2 separate regions of the Arachis hypogaea genome follow, and region 2 is linked to region 1. A link is a contact called in public Hi-C data. All regions are on one chromosome and are shown on one strand. Each heading gives the region's core, a stretch centred on a gene start, on an enhancer-like site or on the middle of the called end of the contact. The rest is flanking DNA. Distances are from core to core; before and after follow the strand shown. Region 1 holds the start of LOC112744087 (acyl-CoA hydrolase 2). Region 2 has its middle 9.1 kb from the start of LOC140178891.

The links. A called contact is a pair of places that touch in the nucleus more often than the background predicts.
Region 2: a contact with region 1 is called in a Hi-C map of an unstated tissue, with 2.7 times the contacts expected there. The contact joins the enhancer-like site here to the promoter of LOC112744087 in region 1. A contact is called at or near these places in 2 of 8 Hi-C or Micro-C datasets (leaf and an unstated tissue).

The regions. Positions count from the first base shown.
Region 1 is chr14:127,748,446-127,751,788 of arahy.Tifrunner.gnm2.J5K5, reverse strand. LOC112744087 (acyl-CoA hydrolase 2) reads left to right here and starts at 1,515. Exons shown (of 17, transcript XM_025793576.3): 1 at 1,515-1,668; 2 at 1,759-1,851; 3 at 3,317-3,343. The coding sequence starts at 1,650. LOC112744089 (beta-amylase 7) reads left to right here. Exons shown (of 11, transcript XM_025793580.3): 11 at 1-56.
Region 2 is chr14:127,925,099-127,928,441 of arahy.Tifrunner.gnm2.J5K5, reverse strand. No RefSeq gene overlaps it. Among protein-coding and RNA genes, the nearest start is that of LOC140178891, 9.1 kb to the right of the region's middle. Within about 2 kb of position 1,736, at least 1 of the 3 cell types and tissues checked has open chromatin away from gene starts, as enhancers often do.

The DNA.
Region 1 (3,343 bases), core at 266-2,765:
TCGTACATGCTACTTTATGATGTATACAAGTTTATATGCTAGGTTATCATTTTATATTTCGCTGGAGTTATGAAATTAAAATTTGGGATGGGAACTAAAATTTTATCAAATATGCATATTTGGAGATGCGAATAAAAATTGTAAAAATTTTAAAAATTATTCTTAAAAATTTATTTAAAACTTTAACAAATATAAAATAATATATTTTTATTAATAATTTTAGATAATAAATTAATTTGCTTTGGAAACAAACGCACTAAACATACCAGAACAATGAAATTGTCGTTAGCGTTTAGCATTGCAAGCATAAACATTAACTAGAATGAGATGCGCGGACGGTAAATTAATAGTAAATTAATAATAGTATATAATAAATTTTGTAAATTTAAATTAAATATATGTAAATTAAAGTTAAATTTAAAAGCTATTTTGTTTAAAATTGGATGTTGGAGTTGTATAAAGTGATATTTTTATTTGGTGATTTGATTTTTGTATTTGTTTTAGTTGAAATCAATTGTCTTTTTGTTTGGTGATATTGTCCAAATAATGATACTCCATTGAGTAAGTTTGAAATGTTGTGTAGTTCGAAAATAGATTTTTCTTGGGAATAGTGATTGGAAACTTATATAATTAGTTGAAATAGTATGAAATTTGAATATTTGTAACGTAAAATTTATTATGATTATTAATATTATTATTACAATATGAATGTTTATTATATTTAATGAGTTATTTATAGAAATTAACAAATTAATTATTGGAGTTATAAATTTATTGTGTTATTTATAACGGTGAGATATAATAAATATATGGATATGGATTGAATGTTTTTGTAGGTTACAAATTTTATTACAAATTTTTGTATTTTTTTTTTGCTGACTTGAAAATAATAGTCGATTTTGACAAAAATTGAGTGGTTGATTCTAATATTTTGCCAAGTAAACGATGCTGTTGATATGACATTAGTAAAAAGAAAAAGATGTTTTAAAAGTAATGTGGATAAACTTATATATCTACTTTTATATATTAAGAATAAATTCGATGTAATTGAATTCTTGTACGATAAATTTATTTTTCGATACATTTTTAATTAATTCTTATACATTAATTTTTTTTTCAATACCTGTATAATTTTCTTTTCTAGAATGATGAGTGTGATGGACAAAATAAAATAGGATTTACATATCTTGTACTTTAGGGTATATATTAAGTTTACAAATTAAAATTTTTTTTATTAAAAATATAAAAAATTAAATTTTTAATATATTTATTTTGTATTTATTGAATAAATTTTTAAATTTTTTTATTACTGACAAGTTTATTATGTACTATTATTTTTAGGACAGATGTTAACTAAATTCAATAAAATATTATTCCTTATTTATTAGTTATTACATAAACAATTTAGTTCCAAATCCATTATCTAATGCATGATGGTGTACAGCCATAAATAAAATATTACAAACGCAGAAATTATAATTCACGTGTTTAATACATAATTTTCAAATGTCAAATAAAGTTTCAGTGACAGTAAGAAAAGGTGATCAATTTTGACCGTACACTGCCAAAGACACTGATCTTCACACTTTCGCAGTGTGTAAGTAACTTTCTCTCTTTCTCTCTACCTTTAGGTTCATTGGCTGAGCTCAATGGCCAAGGAAGAACAAGGTATGTGACTCTCTCACCAAATTCTATTCATCTTCTTCGATTTCGATGCTGAGAATATTCTAATTTGCGCGTTTCGTTTGATCTTAGCAGTGTTTGAGTTCCTCGGGTGTGTTCCTCTGCTACAGAGACTTCCTAGCTCCTCCGTCAGGAAGATTTCTCAGCTTGTGATTGTTAAGCACTATGGTAATAATTATCCTTGATTTTGAGTTTTTGAAAAGTTAGAACTTGTTTGATTGATGGATTAGAACTCCCTGCTAATGAATCATGTTGAAATTTTGTTGGGTAAACTACTAAATGGTATATCTGAAAGTTCATGTAGCCACAAAAGCATCTAGTAAAGATATGAACTTCAATTGCAAATGACTTGTGCATTTAATCCAAAATTTTTGGAACATCTGAATAACTATTTAAAAGGTATAGGCAAAAATCGAAGCAAAATTTTTCCTTTTATATAAAATTCTCGATCATTCAAAAACAAATCACAAAATAATTCACTTGGACTAAAATAACCAAATTTTATATGAAAAGATCATATTTTCCTAATTATGTTTACAAAAAAAACCATGTCACAATCCGATCTCTAAAGTACTGTCTATAATGCCTGGTTATTTTTGTCACATTTTTAAATCTTTTGCCTTATTTGTCGTTGGTATCTTTGAAGATATTTTCATAAAACTATAAATTTCAAGTATCATTTTGGTAATTTACCCAATTTTGTTTATAGCATGGAACTTTAATTTTTTCCTTTTGGAGTAATATAACAACCTTGATACATGGTTTGTGTGTGTAGTTAAACCACTAGAAACTGAATCTTACTTTGATAAGCCAATGATTGCCTAGTTTCTATCTGGTCATGTCTTTTAATATGGTTAACCAACATGTTAATTAATCAATTACAATGAATTGGAACTGTTGTTGCTTTTGTTTCTATATTACATGAATGGTTTTGTCAATCTTGATCTTCCTTTACCATTTGTTATCAGGTGCCGCTCTATCTTATATAACCTTCTTGAAACGATGACTGTATATTTATGTTGAATTTTAAACACATGGGCAGGGCTTATACTACTTTTGATAAGATGACTAACATAGTCATTCCTTTTACTGGGTGTTTTTACTATCAGGACAGCTCAATATTGTCCAAGTAGACTACATAGTCGACACTATAATAGACTTGTAGTGTTATGTTACAAATTATGTTTATATTAAAACTATTAAAATGCAAATTTCCTTTAATGGGTTCATTTATGGATTTTTAGATCTTCTAGTTATTGAATTACCTCCATCTTTACTCTCATTACAATGGCTTCTATAGGCCATTCCGCTGCATGCCAAAATTTTCATAATAGGTGCTACAGCAGCTGACTAGCTAAAATATTCATTCCTAATCTAGTTCTGTATATCTACAATCTACTTATGCAACTAAGATTCTTGACAGTATTGAGCCTTTTTTATGGTTGGCTTTTCACCTCTCAACTTCAAAATTTATTTAAAAAAGAACTATTCAAAGATAATTTATGAAATACTGAATTTCAATAATCTATTCGAACTTGGACGGATGTTTCATTCGAAGGAAATTGGTTGGTGTTCCAATAGATACATTGATTTTATGCTTTCGATTGATGAATGATGGGTTATCATTGCGTAGAGCCTGGAGAGTATGTTGTTCGTGAGG
Region 2 (3,343 bases), core at 487-2,986, 180 kb before region 1:
GTAATTGTCGTGTTATATATTTTTGTTTACGTAAATTAAATATAAATTTTAATTTTAATATATTATGAGTATAAAATTGTTATATATATATATTTAATTATATAATATTATATTAATAAAAAATAATTATCTTTTATATTAATTATATAAATAATCATCCAACAAATAATTATAATTATATAAATGTATAAAATATTTTATATTATTAATAGATCAAAATTAAATTCTTACATATAATATAGCTAGAATAGCTGCAATAGAAATTGTGTTGGTAGGTTGGAATGGATAATAAGCAGTAAAGACTAATTTTCAAACAACCGACTATTTTGGTATTTTTTTTAAGATATAAAGCGTGAATTATGGATAAGCTCCTAGGACAAAGAGCTGATGAGTGAGGTAATATTATATTAATGGGTAATACACCCAACAAAATAAGGTTGTGTGTTTTGCCATCACAACAATCTTTGTTTTGAGAAGAAAATAAAAGGAAAGAAAAGAGAGGAAAGAAAATGATTATTTTTTATTATTTAATTGAGAAGGAAAATTAAAAAAAAAAATGAATGAAAAAAAATTGATGGGATCTATTATTTTTTTTTCTCTAACATTAAAAAGAAAATAGAGAAAAAATTAATATTTTTTTTATTTTTAATATTATTTTTTTATTTTTTAAATATATTTTATAATATAGAGATAAAATTATTTTTTTATAATATTTTTTTTTATTTTTTTTTCATCCAAACACATCTAAAAAAAATAAAAATTCATTTAATTTCTTTTTTTTTTTCTTTCTTTTCTATTTCCTTCTTCTCTATTTCTTTTCTTCCAATCAAACATAGCCTTAGGTATTATAATTCATTATACAAGCTTTATAAATGACCATATATGGATCGGAAGAGCTTGCATCTATCAAACAACAAAAATTTATAGATTGTCAAACAACAAAAATATTATATATACGTATAAAAGGAATCCGTTATCAAATTAGTTATTATATATTTATATATATTTTATATTTTAACATATATTTTATATTAATAATTAATTTAATAATTAATTTTTTGTATAAATTTAACATATTTCATCAAATAATATCAAATTCTTGTGAAATTTTAGAATTAATATTTAAATTAATCTTTAAAATTATACTTATACCTTAATTTAGACTTTTAATTTAGCATTTGTAATTTATGTTAGTCTTTGATTTTATTTTTATTACCTGTTAATCGTGTGCTTAGATAGATTGATAATTATTCTATTGGCCTAAATTTTCTAATAACTATGTGATATAATAATTAAAATATTTTATTCTAATTTGCTCAAAAAACTTTTAACATATATATTTAAGTAAAATTAGAATTAAGATTTTAAATATTTTTTAAGAAATTTAAAATTAAAATATTTTTTATTGTCATTTTAGATAACCGTTAAAAGATTTAATTGGACCATTATTAATCTCTTTTATCACATCATTAATTATCTTATAACAAAAATAAAATAAAAAAATAATATGTATTAGTGCTAAATTAAATAAATTAAAATTTTAAAAATTAAATTAAAATACAAATATAACTTCAAGAATTAATAGGAGTATTCCGTTGACATTGTTATCTATACCGCCATGAATAATGAATACATTGCAAATTTGCAATAATTTCTCTTCTTTCATTTCTCTCTCCTCAATTACTCTGGTCTCCCCCGATCCCTGCGTAAATTTCGTCTATAGTGGCATTTTGGTTTATCATCATTTACTGTCATTAAATTAAAATATAATGCTACGAAAGGATGACTGCTGGATGAGTGTGTTTGAATAAGCTTCTAGAGAAAAAAGAATTCAATTAATTATTGTAGTTTTTTTTACAAAAAAAACACGATATCTAATACTAAAATATTGGACTCAAATGTGTCTAAAGTTCTAAAGATCTAATTGGATGATTGAAAGTTGTTTTAAATTTTAAAAAAAATGTTATAATTTAAAAATATTGAAAAAAAAAACAACAATTCAACATCACTTAACTTAATTCCTAAGTAATAATTCAATATTAAGAATTTAATGTCTTATATTATAATTATTATTTTCCTTTTAAGGAGAGAATTATAATATTAATTACGATTATGTTACGTGTATATTAAAATCAGTCATTAAAATCATCCATTAATATAAATACATGTTAAAATATAAATACAAATTAAAAATAGGAAAAATTATTATAAAGGACCATTAAGAAGATTTAATTATTAAAAAGGACCTTTAATTTTAAAATTATTTAGAAAGACTTATTTTTTAATATTTAAAAAAAAAGGACCAAATCTTTTTTGTGAAGAGATAAATATATCCTTACATTATTTTTTCATTTATTTCCTTTTTTTTAACATAATTTTTTTTCTAATTATCTATGACACTCAAATCCTTATTCTTCATCTATAACTCATAGAGACATTTGTTGCTGCCAATCACAAAACTTAAGACTTCGGAGTACCTATGAGTATACTCCTGGCAGGTAAGTTGATTTTCTGGTATATCCTTGCAGAAACATTGCTATTGAGTAATATATTTCTTTCAAACTCGTTTTTAGATTTTAATGTCTCTTCCCTCATTATTGGTTATTTACACTACAAAAAAAATATGTTTTAGCGACAAATTTTTAGTGGCAATAACATAATAGCCATTAATTTCTTAATTTTAATTATGTTTTTGTGACAATTATATATTTGCCGTTGTTACTATATCTTATTGCGGTAATTATCTTTATTGCCACTAATATATTTGCCATAGAATTATGACTAATATTATTATCATTAAAATATTTTTTAGTGAAAAAATTTTAGTGGCTATAAAATTATGGCCAGTATTATTCTTATTAAAATTATATTGTAATAATAATAATTATTATTACTATCATTACCTTTTTAATAAAGTATTTTTAGTGGCCATAAAATTATGGCTAGTATTATTTTTAGTAAAATAATCTTGTATCTAAACTAAAGAAATAACTCAAATAAGGGATTCAGAAAAACCAAAGAAAGACGTGTTAGAGAAGAGAGCCTAACCTCACCGCAAAGCTTCGCCGTAGCGGTCGCTGCCGCCCTCGCTGCTACAGTTCAGATCAAGCAACTGTGCTCTTTGACTCAGATCTTCTATCCCTTTCTATGTTGTTCAGAGAAGAGAAAGGCTCATACCTATAGCTTTCTATCTTTCTCTCTCATTTTCAATTTAGGGCTCACGAACTCGCTCTTTGACTCAGATCCTTGCAGCTTCGATCTGCTCCTTCAGGTATCGCCGAGTCGACTCATTCGCAGCTTCGATTTACTGTGCTCTCTCTTACAACTCCTTCATTTCATTCTC